Linked DNA regions of Callithrix jacchus: region 2 is linked to region 1. A link is a contact called in public Hi-C data. All regions are on one chromosome and are shown on one strand. The core of a region is the stretch at or near the end of the contact, and the rest is flanking DNA. Distances in the headings are between cores, read along the strand shown.

Evidence for each region. Hi-C and Micro-C count contacts between places; a contact is called where the count stands out from the background.
Region 2: a contact with region 1 is called in a Hi-C map of induced pluripotent stem cells, with 4 times the contacts expected there. The contact joins the enhancer-like site here to the promoter of ISLR2 in region 1. A contact is called at or near these places in 3 of 3 Hi-C or Micro-C datasets (induced pluripotent stem cells and skeletal muscle).

Annotation. Positions count from the first base shown.
Region 1 is chr8:20,963,111-20,967,003 of calJac240_pri, reverse strand. ISLR2 (immunoglobulin superfamily containing leucine rich repeat 2) reads right to left here and starts at 1,962. Exons shown (of 3, transcript XM_035259205.3): 1 at 1,821-1,962.
Region 2 is chr8:21,161,972-21,165,864 of calJac240_pri, reverse strand. All of the region lies in intron 12 of CCDC33 (coiled-coil domain containing 33), which reads right to left. Among named protein-coding and RNA genes, the nearest start is that of CYP11A1, 36 kb to the left of the region's middle. Within about 2 kb of position 2,259, at least 3 of the 16 cell types and tissues checked have an H3K27ac peak or open chromatin away from gene starts, as enhancers often do.

The DNA.
Region 1 (3,893 bases), core at 713-3,212:
CGGAACTCTTTACATCTAGTCTTTTGTGGCTAAACCAGCGCTTGAAGCCCACTGCCCCACGCATTGGCCTGCGCGCACCACGGGACAGGTGGAACAGGGGGAGGCTCTTCCGAGCGCACCCAAGCACCTCACTTTCAGGTCTTGCCTGCTCCAGGACAGTGGGGCACAGAAGCTGCAGCAGGCAGTAGCACAGACAAGGATGATGGCAAAACGTCCGCTACTCTTGAGCCTTGAGCGCTTTGGGCTGGGGACTTCAGGCCGGAGCATTTCTCCCATCCTCGCCCCCCCATGTCTTCACAGCCTCTCAAGCAGACACACGGTCAACCCGACGCGCACTACCCCCCAAGCCGCGGTAGCCCCCCACCGCCCCGCCGTCTCACACCCTCACACAACAGCCGGCTTCAACAGACTTGCTGTTCCCGACTCTCGCTCCCTAGCTCTGATGAAACCCCGACATTTCTTTCAGCGACGAGGAGGCGGAGGCGCAGGGATGTCGAGGCATTTGGCTAAAACCTGGTTTCCGCCCCCTGCGCTGCCCACGTTAGCCCTGGAGACAGCTACCGACCAGAACCGGGAAAGGGGTTCAAGCTTCGGGAGACACACAGAATCCCCACCCGTTCTGTAGCCACCCAGCTCTCCCGGCGCACCAAACCCCCCAGCCATCACCGCGGGCCTTGGGGGTCTCTCGCGGTGGGTCGATGGCGTGGGTTTGGGGCTTCTGTGGAGATCAATACCCCGATTTGAGTGTTGAGCATCTTAATGAGCTAGGGGAGGGGGTGGGGAAGAGAGAAAGGCTAAGAGCGCAGCATCTAAAGAGACCACCCGGCCCTGGGTTCCGAGGCTGCTTTGTAAATTAAATATGAACAGACTGGTGCGCTCACACTCCGCGTCCCTCCCTCTCTCCTACTCCTGCGGTCGCTACAGGCGGCCCAGCGGGCTGGGACTGTCGCATCTCGCTCAGTCCAGTTCAGAACACAGAACTTCACACCGCCTACTCAGGCCTGGGGTATCCCCAGCCGACCCACGGAGGGCGCGGGGCGCCTTTCGCTGAAAGCGTCTTCCAGAAGGGTCGATGGGTGATAGCACTGTGGCCCGTCCCTGCCGGGAACCCTGTGGTGGGACAGACAGGATTGGGTCCCTAGCCTGGGAGTAAGTCCCTGAGGTTTCTAGGCCTTGCGGGGGGGGGTCGGGAGAGTGACGCAGACGGCTGGACTGGCACGGCCTTCTTTGTCTGCCGAACTTGGTGGGGGTGGGGGCGGGGAGCGGCGTCCTGGGCAGTTGTCCGGGTCTTGGGAACCCTGAGGGGGCAATCTTGAGAGCCTGTGCCAGGGAAGGATCTTAGGAGGTAGGGCCCAGCAGCTGCACCTGAGCGAGGTCTGGGATGGCGTGTCCAGGGGACTTTTCGGGACTGAGTGAGGGGCGCCAGGCCGGGAGGCTCAAGGCCCCTGGGCCCTCCCCCGGTTTTCACCTATTTTCTTTCTTTTCGCCTTCGGCGGGAGGCAGAATCTGGGTAGTGGACGGGACAATGGGCTCGCTATCTGCCCAGAGCTTCCCGGGACTTCGGGAACCAGTCCCATAAGCAACCCGGTAACCTCAGGGCCCGAGGACCAGGGAAAACCCCCTTTCCTTGCTCTCTTGACTGGATTGCAGAAGCAAGGAGTTCGGCAGGGAGACGGGGCTCTCGGGCCTGAAGGGTGGCTAAGGATGCGGTGACCATCCCTGCGCGGGCGCTGACTCCCGCGGGCCGCCGAGGCTCTAGCTCACTCTGCAGCCAATGCTTTTGTTCCCGGAGGCTGCCCTGGGGGAAAGATGCCCCTTACCCCTGCCTTCGACCCTGGAGAGCCCAGTGCCTGCCCGGGCCCGGGCAGGGCTGGAGCCGAGTCGCTCCAGGCAGAGTCCGCAGAGGCCTGGAGTGGGAGCCGCGACTTCTGGATCTGTCTCCGAGCTCAGCCAGAAGACTGCGCACACCTCGTCCCGCCCCGCCCGGCGCGCAGAAGCGGGTCTAATGTTTATAACGTTAATAATGACACAGTTACTGGAGGGCTGGGGAGCTGGGAACCGAGACATCACCCCGCCGCCTCCCACGTCTTTGATCGTTAAAGAAACAGACAACTAATCAAGTGTGTGGAAATAGGGGTGGGGGAGGGGAAGGTAATAAGATTCCAAGCCGCGATCGCAGAGGGCCACAGATTCAGAATCTGCGGAATCCAGACTAAGGCTCCTAACCAGGCTGGGACCGATCCCAGGCAGACCCAGGAATGCAGAGCTGGAGCGCCTGGCGGCTTTTGGCGGATCGACCCCTGATTTCAAAGTCGCGAACCCGGAGCGTCGGGAGGGCGGGGAGGGTTGAAACCCGTTGGATCTGGGGACTTGCTCCCGCGATTGGGTCCGCGCTGTCCTAGGGCCCAGGCCTGGTCCGCGCGCGCCCCCTGCTGGACACTGCTTGCCGGGCGCAGAGGTGGGTCAGTGTCGGAGGATGCGTGCTGGACCCCGGCAGTCCCGCGACGCAATATTCCAGTGGGGCGCGCTTAACCAAAGTTCCGAGGCTTTACTTCCCATGCCCACCCAGTCTATGTCCCAGGTATCTGCACCTCTGGTCCCCTACACAGCACAGGCGCGGTCCCTGCTTCGCGCTGCGGAGTGTTTCTAGTGCCCAGGGCATCTCCTGAGTCTTGAGCTACTAGTCCCTGACACGAAAGCTTTCTATACGCCTCTCCCACTCTCCCTTCTCTCTGAGCCTTATGACTTTGTCAGGGGCCTATTAAAATAAATGTGCGAGATCTGCAAAAGAAAGTCTGTTGGCGCCAAGAGAGGCAAAGAAAACTGCAAAATTGGAAGTAATCGATGTTTGATCGAATGTTTAGGGCATGCAACATGTGCAAACGATTCTGTTGCAACTGCACTCAGAGTGGTACATGCCCTTGTATTTTAATGTGGCACGTGGAGGATTTAATGGACTTGCCGAAGGATGTGGGAAGGGCCTCTGAGAATAAGAAAGCTGGGGCCCAGATGGGCATCAAACATCGCAGCATAGCAGCCGGCGAAGGCTGGGAAGACCTTCCCCACAGCTGCCCTCCAGCCAGAAGCCCCTGAACATTCACTGCTTCCCATCTTTCAGCTTCTGCGTTCTTACACACACACACACACACAGTTCTCTTCAGCCCCTCACCTCCAAGAAGCTGTTTTCCTTTTCTCATTTCCAGTCGAAAGATGACTGCTCAGGGAAGCCAGGCCCTGTTTATACTCCCACCACGGGCCTTTCCTTGTACAGGCAGGCTCTATGTAGTCATCAGGAGGGCAGGTTCTAGCATCAGACTCTATCATGTACTGGCTGTGTGTCCTTAGCCAAGTTATTTACCCTGTCTGTGCCTCAAGAAGAAAAGGCATAAATAACAGTATCACCCAGGCATAGTGGCTCATGCCTGTAATCTCAGCACTTTGAGAGGCCGAGGCAGGCGGATCATGAGATCAGGAAGGAGTTCCAGACCAGGGTGACCAATATGGTGAAACCTCATCTCTACTAAAAATACAAAAATTAGCTGGGCATGGTGGCACATGCCTATAATCCTCAGAAGGCAGAGGCAGGAGAATCGCTTGAAACCAGGAGGCAGAGGTTGCAGTGAGCCAAGATCATGCCACTGCACTCCAGCCTGAGCAACAGAATGAGATATGGTCTAAAAAAAAAAAAAGAAGAAGAAGAAAGAAAGAAAAGAAAAGAAAAAGCAGGGTATGGTGGCTCATGCCTGTAATCCCAACACTTTGGGAGGCCGAGACAGGCAGATCACGGGGTCAGGAGATCAAGTCCATCCTGGCCAGCAAGGTGAAATGCCATCTCTACTAAAATACAAAAAAAATTAGCCAGGCGTGGTGGTGTGTAGCCTACCTCCTGAGTA
Region 2 (3,893 bases), core at 1,010-3,509, 200 kb before region 1:
AGAGAGTTCCCAGTGGGAGGGAGGCCTTGCAAGTCAAGGCCAGGGATGGGGTTGGGGAGGGGATCCTGCAGGGGAGGGTAGAGCTGGGCCTCTGAGGTGCAGGTGACATTTGACTGGATTGGGTGGGATTTGAGAGGTGGGGACCACCGAGGGAAGGTGTGGAGGCCCACGTGGGCTGGGCTCTTTGGTGGCAGTAAAGTACCCAGGTCTGTCTGGCTAGAGAGCTGAAGCGGGCTCACCTGTTTGCGTCAGCCAGGCCTGGGAGCTCTGCTTCTGAACAGAGGGCAGTGGGGAGTCATGGAAGGTTCTAGAACCAGGACCCTGCTCACCCAGGTCTCTGCTCCTGGTTTCCCTCGAATGTCATCTGGGCCTCCCAACCACAACAAATCTGTGCGAATTGCTGTTTAAAACAGATTCCCTGCTCCACGGAAGCTGCCCTCCTGGGGAGGGGAGGCAGTTGCTTCTTTGTTCAGGCTAAGGTTATGGCAAAGAAACAAAAGGAGTGAATTTTCCTTTTCTTCTGTTCTTTCTTTCACTTCCTGCTGCAGCAGAGACAGTGCCTGGAAAGCTTTTGTGCTTGGCTTGGGGAAGCTTGGAGGGGTGGCAGGGCCTCTGTGGGCAGCTGACCTCAGCCCCTGTCTAATTGGCCCTTGCAGGAGCGGGGTGCTAATTGGGCTTGGCTGGAACAATGGAGCCTGGCTAAGCTGGGGTGGGGGCGGGGCTTCCTGGAAGATGCTGGCTTCCCCTCCCAGGCTTTCCTGAACCCTACCAGACCCTCCAGGCTCCATTCTGGGCCCTCCTCCTCCAGGAAGACCCCCAGGCTAACCAAGACAGGCCATCAATCTCTACTCCTTGGGTATTGGGCCAGAGTCCAGCCTCTGCTGACGTCAGACTGGGGCCAGCCCTTGCTTTCAGCCCAGGGAAGTACAGGGCTGGGCATTCAGGGGGTGGTGAGAGGCAGACCCCAGCCCTGGTCTCACAGGTCCTGCTCACTCTTCCACAAAGAACCCTTCCCCACTGGTCACCTCCTGCCAGAATCCTTCCTGGTTAGAGCTTGGCTGCCTCAGTGTGGGGAGGGGGAAGGGCCCTGGCTGGAACCCAGAACCTTGAGTTCTAATCCAGCCTCCGTCCACAGCTGTTGAATGACCCGAAGCGAGGCCCTTGCCCACTCTGTGCCTGCTCATCTGCACCCCGCGGGGAATGATCCTCGCTGGGGTTGTCCTCTAGGATTCTAGCCATAGGGGAAGAAGAAATGTTTTGGCAACTGGGGCCCAAACCAGAAAGGTTAGCACTCACCAGGGCGGCCCCAGCCCCCTGGCCTGGGCTGCTGCTTCCACTGCATGCCCCATCTGCCACACCCACTCTTCTTCGCAGCTCTGCACTGCACATGCACTACCAGCAAGCCTTCCCAGGCTAGCCCAGGCTCAGCCACTTTCTAGGATCCGGGGCTGGACCTCCAAGACGCCAGAGGTAGGCCCCGGGCTAGCAGGAGACAATGGTCACTTTAAAAGATTTTCCCAAAAGCCCTTCTCTCCTCCCTCTCTGGGTGACTGTGTGGGCTCAGGTGGCCTAGGCTGGAGCTGGGGGCCCTGCAAAAGAATCCTGTGACCATGGGCATCTAAGGGCCAATGCCCTGGTCCCCTCTGCCCTGCCTTCCACTTATAGAGGCTCTGGGAAACCTTTACTGGTTGCCGGGCAACACACCCCAACACACCTGCTGCTAGGGAGCCAACCCATCCTCCCAGAACCAGGGGCTGTGGGGGCGACTTACAGGCAGGCTGTCACCAAGGCCTGTGGTAGCCGTGGCAGCCGGAGGGCATGGGGGCCCTGGCTCCCCCATCTTTACTGCTGGCGGTCCTGTTTCCCAGGATGGGTCCCCAGGGACTGTTGCTACAACAAGTGCGTTGGAAGCAGGCAGGCCCGTGGGGCCACTTCCCTTTTGTTCCGGTGGAGGAGGGGTGCCTGACTGGGGTAGCTGAAATCACACAAGGTTCACTCCTTGGCCACAGAACTGTAGGGAGACAGCAGGGCCTAGGAGAGCTGTGGGGCCCTTCAGGACTCGGGCCTTCTGACTCCCCTGGCCCAGACTCAGTACCCCTCCTTCCTCACCTGCCCTTGGTGACACCTTGGTCCCTGCCTTCCCCTTCAACTCCCCCATCTCTTCTCCGCTTTCTCTGCCTCCTGGTTACTCCCATACCCTGTCTCTCCTTTCCCACTGAGCCCCACCCTCTGTCCCTGAGTCTCCTCCTCCCACTCCTGCTTGCTCTCTCTGCTCTCCGATTCCCCCTTGTCCCCTCAGGAGCCCCACACACACTGCAGCAGCCCAGGCTGGGCTCTCTCTCCTCCCCCGAAGCTGCAGTGTGGCTTAGGGGCGGCCCCACGCCTGGACCCTGGGGACTTCCCCTGTCTGCTTTCCTGATGCTCTGGACACATTCCTTTCTTTTTAGTTCAGTGGAGACATGGGTGGATGTTTTTGAAAGAAACTCACTGGGAAGCAAAGAAAAAACAAACCCAAACAAGCCCGCCCGCCACCTAGAAACGGCCTTGGTCACGAAGGCAGAACGTCTGAGAACCGGCTTCAGCCTGGGTTGCAGAGACACCCTCCTTGGGCATGGAGGGCCTGCCTGCCTTCCCCAGCAGAACTGGGTTCAGCCTGTCTGTCCCAGACAAGCTTGGTCCCAAAGACTTTCATGACAGGGCACTCCATCTGGACCTAGCAAGACGCTGACCAGCACTGGGACTTCATAAATATTGTTTACTTGTTGAATGGATGGATGAATGAATGAAAGTATTCTTTGGGGCCTCAGTGGGGGCACCATAATAATCCCTGACTAGACAGGCCAAGACAGGCACCTCTACCCGTTTCAAGATCTCCACCCTTACTGCTGGGCGCCTAGCTCAGCACTCTGCACGGGGTGGGGGCCTCTGGCCTCTCTCAGTGCTGCAAGCCTCACGTTTCATTTAATCCTCTTTTTCTGAATGGAGTCTCTTCCTCTGAACAATAGGGACAGGCAGGGGAGTTGTACAAGACAATCCCATAGTCCTATTAGTTCTTATTTGAGTGGACCTGGTGAAGTGGAAAGACAGTGGGCTCTGTTACTAAGCAGCTGTGTGACTTTGGACAGGTCACTTAACCTCTCCGAGCCTGTTTTCTCCTCTGTAAAATGGAGTGCATCACGTGCCCACCTCATCGCTGTTGGGGATTAAATGAGGTTGCGAGCGTACAGCTCCAAGCACAGTGCCTGCCACGTAAGAGTGGCTCCAGAAACGTTACCCTCTTCTCTGTGTGTCTCTTATGAGGGGCTATGGAGGGTCTAGCACCCCTCCAGGGAAATGAAAGGGAGGCTGGTGGTGGAGTCATCATGCTCCCTGGATGGCACCAGTCACCCACTGGCTGGCACCCAGATGTGGGCCTTAGATCTTCCTGCTCCTGCCCCTCAGCCTCCCCACCAGGGAAATGGGTGTGTGCCCCCCACTATCCCAAAGATCCTGGGGCAAGAAGCCTCCCAGACCAGGCTTCACCACCCCTCCCTGCGAGGGGCCCTGTCCTCCCCTGCCTGCTGTGCACCAATCGATTGAGTCCGCTCCCATCCTCGGGCGTGCCATGAATTTTTCATCAAAGGCCTGTAGACTTTGGGAAACGTACAATTAGAAGCCCATCAATAATGCACTATGCAGACGCAGGCACTGAGCTCAGCCGGGCCCTAGACATGGCTGTCTTCCAGCCCTGCTCTGGCGGGAGGCCGGAGGGACGCCCCAGCAGACCCTCAGGGACCCATCGCCGGACACAGAACAAGTATGGGCTGCTGAGAGGTAAGGGAGCCGAACCCTTGAGGGGCTTGAGCCTGCCCCTTGAAACCAGATGGGCCCCAGGGTCTCCTGCCTGGCCTCAG